Regions from separate parts of the Arachis hypogaea genome. Here region 2 is linked to region 1. Evidence: chromatin contacts called from public Hi-C data. All regions are on one chromosome and are shown on one strand. Each heading gives the region's core, a stretch centred on a gene start, on an enhancer-like site or on the middle of the called end of the contact. The rest is flanking DNA. Distances are from core to core; before and after follow the strand shown. Region 1 holds the start of LOC112801431 (protein SPA1-RELATED 2). Region 2 has its middle 6.0 kb from the start of LOC112801434.

The links. Hi-C and Micro-C count contacts between places; a contact is called where the count stands out from the background.
Region 2: a Hi-C map of leaf shows a contact between it and region 1, with 3 times the contacts expected there. The contact joins the enhancer-like site here to the promoter of LOC112801431 in region 1. A contact is called at or near these places in 2 of 8 Hi-C or Micro-C datasets (both in leaf).

The regions. Positions count from the first base shown.
Region 1 is chr5:41,086,417-41,090,954 of arahy.Tifrunner.gnm2.J5K5, forward strand. It overlaps LOC112801431 (protein SPA1-RELATED 2), which reads left to right and starts at 2,143. Exons shown (of 8, transcript XM_025844148.3): 1 at 2,143-2,518; 2 at 2,615-4,150; 3 at 4,434-4,538. The coding sequence starts at 2,702.
Region 2 is chr5:41,174,866-41,179,848 of arahy.Tifrunner.gnm2.J5K5, forward strand. No RefSeq gene overlaps it. Among protein-coding and RNA genes, the nearest start is that of LOC112801434, 6.0 kb to the right of the region's middle. Within about 2 kb of position 2,681, at least 3 of the 3 cell types and tissues checked have open chromatin away from gene starts, as enhancers often do.

The DNA.
Region 1 (4,538 bases), core at 893-3,392:
GCAGTTGAGTGGAATACCTTGTGTCTATGCAATTGGTTGCATCAAGTTCAAAGGGCTTCAGTTGGAACCTTATGTGGCTGACTGTTACAAGAGAGAAGCATACTTGAGGTGCTACGAGGCAGTAATTCACCCATTGAACGGCCCTGACCTATGGGAGATTACACCACATCCTGATGTAATGCCTCCCCCATACAGAAGGCCTAGTCACAGGCCAGTCAAAAAAAGGAAGCTAGCTGCTGGAGATGAAGAACAGAGCAGCCGCACTCACATGTCCAGGAAGGGGGAGAAACAGAGGCGCTCTATATGTGGTGTTGTTGGACATAATAAAAGCAGATGCCCTAAACCTATTGAGAATGAGGTATATTGATTAAATTTTTTTACATTGCATGTCTGAGAATTTTTAACTCAGCCTTATGTTCTTCTGCAAATGTTTCATAGGCCCAAAATTCCAAGAAACAAAGCAAGGGCAACCAATCCAGGGGAAGCAACAACTCTATCCCTCCAGCTGCTAAGGGAGAAAAGAAAAGTGCATCTACACAGCCCACTCCCAAGCTCACTGTCAAGAGAAAAGTTGCTTCAGCAACACAGCCAACAAGCTCAGCCCAGTCCAACACTATAGCACCACCAAAAAGGCCTAGAGGCAGGCCCAAGGGGACCTCGAAGCCCACACCTTCAGCCCAACCTGATCCACCAACTTCATCATCACAACCAACCTCCACTGTTCTTCCAGCATTTCAGCCATCCTTTGCCACATCTTCAAGCCAACCCACTAGGCACTACTCTGTTAGCTTTACTGGAGGACCTCATGTTTCTCCCAGGAAACTGAAGTTAATGGCAAAGTTGCTTCCAAGAAAATGGGGATTGCTTTAGGGAAATGACAACACTTAACATGTTGATTTATTTTGTTTTAAGTTTGTGTTAAGCTTCTGGTTAATCCAGTGTGGTTGTACTGAAATATTGGCTTATATTTTGTTGCTTTTTGTTGCTTATATTTTGTCTTTGTGCTACTGTTGGTTGTAGTGAAATATTGGCTTGTTGCTAGCCAATCCTTTTGATGGTTAGGTTGTTTTGAGTTAAGTTTCTATTAAGGTTCTGGTAATGTCAAACACTATGCTTATTATGTATTAGGTTGTTACCATTTTAATGTCAAACACTTTAGGTTGTTACCATTTTAATGACACTGTTATCTTATTGTTCAGTTATGGAAATCATGTTTTGCCAAGAAAAACTTTCACTCTCATTTCAATATCCAACCATGCTTACAAGACAGTCATATTACATCTTCAAATACATTCAACATACCACAATCAAGAACCCCCCTAATACATAAACCCCAGCCAGACCAATTCACCACCAAAAACAATAGCAGAATATACCTACACATGTTTCATACCAGGTTCAACGGAATGAGACATTGTTGCGTTGCTTTAGACCAACTCTGCAACAGCAAACATACAAACCCAACCCACCCAAAAACCCTAACACTGCAACGAACTTCAGCTTCCACTCCGCCAATTTAGTTCTTGATTTCATCATCGAAAGCTTCTTCCTTAACCTAGCAATTTCTGAATACTCCACCTCTGTATCTGGATTTGCCCAACGAAAAAAATTGCAGCCTTCTTGCACCTGCACATACCCACAGAGATCACCATCCCTTCCAATACCCAGAAGACCCAATTCAGCGAAAAAGTAAACAAACCTCAAAGTAGACACAACCCCAAAATCTGCGACCTGGATTCTCCTTAGTCCCCGAGATTCGCAACACCGGCTTCTCACTATGAGAACAAAGTAGCAGCTTACCTTGTGACAAAGATGGGATTCGAGACGAGGTTGAGCTTCGTGCAGCCATGGCTGTCTCTCTCCAGCAGGTCCTCACGGTGAGCTCTGCAACAATGGCTTCCACGCTACTTTATCCTTTCCTCCTTTCAATTCAATGTATCATTATTAAACTTTCCCTTTCATTTTAATTTCCTATATATACATATATACATTTATTATTATTTTCGATGATCATAATTGCCTCATAACGACACAAGAGTATTTACGTCCGAAAATATTATAAATGACAATTTTAAATTTAAATGCGATTTTAAGGACGATTTTAAATCAAAATATATATCGGGGACGGGTTCGATTCCGACCCTCAACGTGAGGACCAAAACAATACGTATCTCTTTTCTAAATGCATTTGATCTAGTATGATTGCGAATTTACGATTTAGGAACCCAATAATGAAGCCCATCCCTGATCCCTTTGCACCGTTATCATTCATCCTCCACATCATCATGATGCTGAGCTGAGACCACCCTGTTCCTCTTCCTATTGCTTCTGTACCTGACTAGACTTCCCTTCCTTTTCATCACACACCAAACGCAACCATTTCCCCCTTTTCGAAATTACAACCCCTCTCTTCTCTTCCTCAATTTCCCCTTCTTTTTATTCCATCACTTTACCGTCACCCCTCTCTCTCTCGATTCATCCTTTCATTTCGCCGGTCATTCAAATCTGCAAATAGCGTGTTCGTACTCTATCCGTCTTTTGTGATTTTTAATGCTGATTAGTTACTGTTATCTGCTTTATTAAATGCGTGGCGTTTGCAAAATTCATGTGACAGATTGAGGCGGCATACGGATAGGGTAAGTGTTAATTTCGAGGATTATGGAACGACGAGGCGTGATTGAATGAAGCTAAAGGCTTAGGTATGGATGAAGAATTGGTTGCTGGGCCCACAGAATTAGAGATTGACGAGGATTCAGAGCACCAGGGCAAAGAAGATAGGTATGCGTTAAACACAAAAATCTTAAAATCTCAAGAAATCCCTAGAGCTGTTAAGGGGGAATATGATGAACTCGTACAAGGTAAAAACGTTGCAGAAGCATCACAGCATCCGCATCAAAGCCTTTTTAGGGATGTTGAAGAATTAACTGTGAAAAGTTACAATAGTTCTACTTTGGATATTGGTACATCCAGCAACCGACAGCAGATTTATAATAATAAGCAGAATCGTTGGCTGAATCTTTCTCAGGTAGGGAGCCATTCAGGGCTTGGAAACGCTGTCCAGGAGGATGCTGATGCTGCTGGGTCCACATCTTTTGCACAGCTACTAGCTAGAAAATCACTCAGTGATGGTCACACCAATGTTATTGAACGCTTGGAAGATTATGAGAATAAAGAGATTGCAGCTGATGTTCATGGACAAATTCGGACGAAAATTATATCCAATTCTGGATTTGCTGAGTATTTCATTAAAAGTACCTTGAAGGGTAAGGGTATCATATGTAGAGGTCCATCTTCTGATGTGCTCGCCGTTCAGTCTAGAGATAAAAATCAGATGAAGACTGGCACTGATACTGATCAGAAACCAAGGAAGACCGCCATTGATATCGGTGAGAATAAGATGAAAGCTGGCATTGGTACAGATCAGTATCAGAAGACTGGCAGCGATAGTCCGTGGAAGTCTACCATATCGGCAAGCTGTGATTCCATAACTGCAAAGTGTCCTTCTTATAGTAGTTCTGTGCATAGACCAGGAGGATTTGGCTATGGTGGTGTAACTTTGAGAGAATGGTTGAAATGTGAACAACACAAAGCAAGCAAAGTGGAGTGTTTGAATTTATTTAGAAAGATTGTGGATTTAGTGGATGATTCTCACTCTCAGGGAACTGCATTGAACAACCTATATCCATCTTACATAAAATTATTACCATCAAACCAAGTCTTGCACATCGGGTTACCTATACAAGAGCAGATGTCAGATAGTGTTGTGAATTCTGAAGTTCTTCACTTAAATGAATCTTTAAGTAGTAAAAGGCTGTCAGAGCAAGTAACATTTCCTTCTCATGACATGGTGTCAAAGAAACAAAAATTTAATGAAGGTGTGAGAATATCTGGGAGTGATTCATGTCTTGAAAATGCCAGTGATAGAAAAGCCCGTACAGTTGGATCACAGGATTATTGCAATGAATATGAAGAGGATATCCAATATTCCAAATATAATATTAGGAGGATGTCTAGCGTCCCTCGCGTATCCAGTGCAGGTCGGTCACTGTTATCTTTAGGTGAAAAATTGGAAGAAAAATGGTATGCAAGTCCTGAGGGGGGATGCACAACATCATCAAATATCTACTGCTTAGGTGTCCTCCTTTTTGAGGTGGGTAGACTAGCCAGTGATTCTCATTCATTTATTTAGATGCAATTTTCATATGTTCATTTTGATTTTTATTCCTTATATGTAGACGAGTTCCTAAATATCAAAGGCATTATAAAACCTGCTTCCATGTAAAAATGTTGGGACTGAATTTTGCCTTCCTTTTTTCTTCTTTTTTAATCTTATTAAAAAAAAATGAAATGGCCTTATATGGTTTTCAATCAACTCTTTATAGCCTAATTAAACATCAAATTGGAGCTGATTATATTTAGGTCTATTCTTTCAGTTACTCGGCCATTTTGACTCTGAAAGAGCTCGAATTGCAGCAATGTCTGATCTTCAACATAGGATTCTTCCTCCGGTTTTCCTTTCAGAAAATCCTAAGGAAGCT
Region 2 (4,983 bases), core at 1,431-3,930, 89 kb after region 1:
TATGTTAATTAATATTAACTTTATCTATTTTTTAAGAAAAAAATTATTTTTTTAAAAAATACCCATTTGCAAAAATTTTATTTTTTATCATTAAATTTTGCTTACTAAAATAGTCTTTAATAAATTATTCTTTATTGATTAAATTGTATTTTTACCAAAATATTTTTAAAAAAATTAATAATTAAATTATTTTTTTCTAAGATACATAGTTTTTACTAATTTTTTAATTATTAAATTTTTATTTTACTAAAATTTTTGTTAATAATTATTTTTATATTTACTATTAATTTTTTTTATATCAATATATATTATTTTAACATTAAATAAAAAAATCTTACCACCGTTAATATGTATAACAATTAATATATATTGATATTGATATTGAGAAATAATCTTACTAAAATTTTTTATTTAATGTTAAAATAATATATATAGATATTAAAAAATTAATCGTAAAATATAAAAAATTTGTTAACAAAAATTTTGATAAAATTATAATTTAATAATTAAAAAATTATTGAAGGGTATTTTAGAAAAAATAATATAATTATTAAATTTTTTAAAAAATTCAATTTAATCAATAAAAGAATAGTTTATTAAAGGATATTTTAGTAAAAAAAATTTAATGATAAAAAATAAATTTTTTGTTAATAGGTATTTTTTTAGAAAATAATTCTTTTTTTTTAAATAGATAAAGTTAACATTAGTTAATTTAAAAAGTTTAAAATAGATTAAAGAGGAGGCTTTTTAAAAATTTGAAGGGAAAAAATATACATTTATAAAATAGAGAAAAATAGAATGTCATTTTAACATCTCCCATAAGAGGGGAGTGAAATTTTTTCTATTATATATTATTATCGGGGCGAGATGCTAGTAATTACTAATTAGTCATATCTTATTAAGGTTAAAACGTTTTTTTGGGTCCATCTCCCATCTAGGAGGCCCAATGTATTTATAAAATTCGTAAACCCAAGCATTGCACCACGAAATTTGGATGAACTCTAGCAAGAGAAAAAATGAACAAGTGCTTTGACAATAAATGACTATGAACCCCAAATAGGCAAAGTAATCATAAATGAAAAATAATAAAATCACATGAGGAGTCACGGCATTAAATACAGAAGTTTATATGAAGGTAATAACTGAAATATGAATAAATATATATTATATTATATTAAATAATTTAATTAAATATGTTAAATAATTTAATAATTTTTAATTATGTGCATAAAGATATTTTTAATGAGAAATGATCTAATATTATCTAGTAATTAATTCACAAAATATAAATAAAAGTGATAACGGCCGACGTAGGTAATTTAAAATTGCAATAAATAAATGAACGGATTTTTCATAGTGGCAGTCTGTGCTGCTCTGCCAAAATGAGCAGCGTTATGTAACTCTCTAGTCAGTAGGGGACTCCAACTTTTAATCGGGCTCCAGCTTCCAATGGATAAGCCCAACATTGCTCTGGCCCATAACATGATGCGGCTCATCAATAAAACAAAAAATCAGATAATTCATTTATGCGATATACAATAATATAATATACATACTAAATTTTTGTATCATATTTAATATAAAATAATAGATTAAGTTATATCTAAATATTATGTTTGGTTTAAAATAAATATAAAATTAAATAAAAATATTATTAAAATTTAAGTTCCCGAAATTTTAATCCCTACAACAATTCCAATCTCCAATCTCAGTTGGTAGAAACAAACACTACCGTATAGAACATTGAAATTAATAGGTGGGACCGCAGTCACAATCTTGTGGATGAAACAAAACAATATTGATTGGCTGGAGAAGACGTGTCGTTGGGGACCAAGCAAGCCACCATGTTACACATTTGCGCTAAACCAGAGAACAACCTCTTGTGTTGATGGTTACATGAACGGCTGGGATTCAATCTCCTGGGCCCGAAAGAACTATAGCAAAGATCCTCTCTGATTCTCAATCCATACGTGTAACCGTCTCTTGGCATTTTTCGGTTTTCTTCCCCTCTGTCTTCTTATGTTTATCTGCTTCAGCGACCGCAACCTTGTGTTTCTTGAAAGACCAAATTAACTCATCAAATTCAAAGCAATTAGTATTCTTCATGGGACATATACTCTTGTCTCAATTTTCTTCTAAAAAAATGAATTATTGGTATACCAAATTTATTATTTGGAATTCAGCCAATTCAACAGGATTATGAGTATGGATCTATTGGATTTTTCTCTAGATTTCTAATTTGATACTAATCTCACATTTTCTCTATACTATTTAATACATAAATAAACGATGATGGCTAATTATGTGAATTTTTCTTCATGTAAAAATAATATAAATAATTTAATATATTTGACCAAATTTTCATAATAGGCAGCATTAGTTCATGATATAACGATGGAAAGTGAATAGGCAGATGAGGGTAGGGGACCAGATAAGGTAGAAGCCCAAGAAGGGCCCAAGTGGGCTAGGTTAATTATGGTTATGAGTATGTGAAAAATCCCAGTTGTAGAAAATGCCAACATCATAAGCAGGCCAGGCCTTTTTCTCAAATATATAAAACATTGGATGCATGGTTAATCACTTAATCTAGCAGACAACGACACCTCTGTCTCTGTGGCCTAACGTCCCCATTGATCACACACACTCACACATATGCATGATTTGCCTTTCATTCATTCAAGTGGATCATTAATTATTCATTGCACATGACTCTCTCTGTGAAGTATAGTACTGAACTAGTGTCATGCTACACAAACATAGATGCGTCTTTTAAAACAAGGAAAGAGACGCATGCACGTCTATTAGTATCAATGAAGAGCATGTTTGTCGATCATTTTGATTATTTCTTAAGCGATAAGATATTATTATTATTTCAACTTTATTTGGTTACGTTTTTTTGCATGATATACATGGTCCATGGAGATCAACTACAATAAGCCTTTTCTGACTTGCTAGTATGGAGTATATGGAGAATACAACATATAAGACAAAGATATTTTTCGCTCTGCATCCTGCAATATTGTTTTTATTTGTATATAATATTGGCAGCACCACCTAGCGTACCATGATAGGCACAAGAGCTATATCTACCGTTACGAAACATAGGTTCTCTCCCCCTGGGTTAATTTTTCTTGGCAGATATATAATAGCTATTTTTTCAAAAAATGTATATATTATATTTTTACGTGCCGCATTGCATTCAACATCTAATCTAAGGCATCTGACAAATTTATACATCATAATTCTCAAACCGCTTAAATTGTATAACACTAGAAAATTAATTTACATTTTTTTTTGTATAGTTAATAAAAAGGGAGGCAATGTTTCTTAATCAAGATGATTTAGAAGATAAGTAGTACGCAGATGAGAAATGTTGGAGGAAAAACGGCTAATTGTGTTATTATTGAACTTTTTACTTTTTTGGAAGTGACAAATTGTAATCTTCATGGGTTTGATAAGCTTTTGAAGCTTACTATATATATATCATGATGATATCAAATATTCCCTGTCTGTACGTTGCTTTTTCATTGACCATAGACCTTCGTTCCGTTCATTTTCAAAATAAGATAAATAAACAAAAAGGGTACAAATTCAATATACAAGTCACAAATAGTTAGTGTCAGTAAGTAGTAATAAAAGCTTACAATAATATCAATTGTATCGTCACCGACTCACCGTCAGTGTGTTTTTAAAAAAAGAAAAACGGAGAAAGGTAACGGATATGACATGCGTAACGGCGGAATTGAAATGGGTACGAATTTGTGCTTTTATGATGTTGAGGAGGGTGAGTGGTGAGTGCTGAGTGGTGACAAGAAAAGTGTCCAAGTATGGTGGTGCCACTTGCACCCCATCTTCTGTTTGTGTCAGAAATTGGGTTCAAGCCAAAGGCCGAAACGCATTTTCATGTTGCCTTCTACCCTTCAACCTCAACCTCAATTCCAATTTTACCTGCCACTTGGCACCTCAAAGGTCCTCTCTTCTTTTTCTTTTGCTCTTATTTTGAGTAGTTGGGAAACAGGCCTCAATTTGGCCTAAACAGAAAATCTAAATTGGAAAGAAGTCTATTGGTAATCTATCTTTAGTTTTGGCTTTTGATGGGGGCCGAAAGCCTTGGCCTCTTCCTTTCCTCTATTTGCTTTGGACATTAGAAACAAACAATGCCACAAAACAACTTAAGGGTTGACTTTCTATCTTTGAATTCTAGACCAAATTGACTAATTTTGCATTATTTGTACCCATAATTTCCCCTCCTCCTTTTTAACAGTCAAATTAACTTCTTTATGGATAGTTCATAAAAGACAGGTTAGAAGGGGTTTTTTTTTTTTTACAAAGAAAATTATTATTTATTTATCAATAACTTGTGAAAATCAATCTCCCGAATAAATTCTGTAAATATAGTAATAAACACACAATAAATTGTATGTTTTCTTTTTGAAAAAAAAAAGCTGAATTTTTTAACACATTTATTGTATGTACACTAGACCAGACTTTTACCTGCATGCCAGCAAGATTTATCCAATCTAAATCCAACATGCAAACCCAAATTAGTAAGTTTGCATTAAATTGCTGCCACTTTTGCTGAATAAGGATTATATATATATATATATTTTTCAATGTTATTTGAGTTAAGGTAGAAACTTCAGTCGACTTTACTTGAAATTGATATCGAAGAACCGTTAAATGATTTAATTGATTTGAGTAAATTTTTATCTAACAGTTTTCAGATATTAACTTCACGTAAAGTCGACTCCATCTAATTTTTACCTTGAGTTAAACCTCAAATTAATTTATGAGATTGGCGTTTGCATCGAAAAATTTTTAAAATTCTAGTTAGACGGTAAAAGTCTTTAAGATTGAAAACAGTGTATTACGTGTTTTCATTTCATTCTAATACGTAGTTTAAATGTTCATATAAAATATAAAATTATTTAACTTAATTTCATATATTTTAAATTTTTTATTTAAATATTAAATTAGACTTTA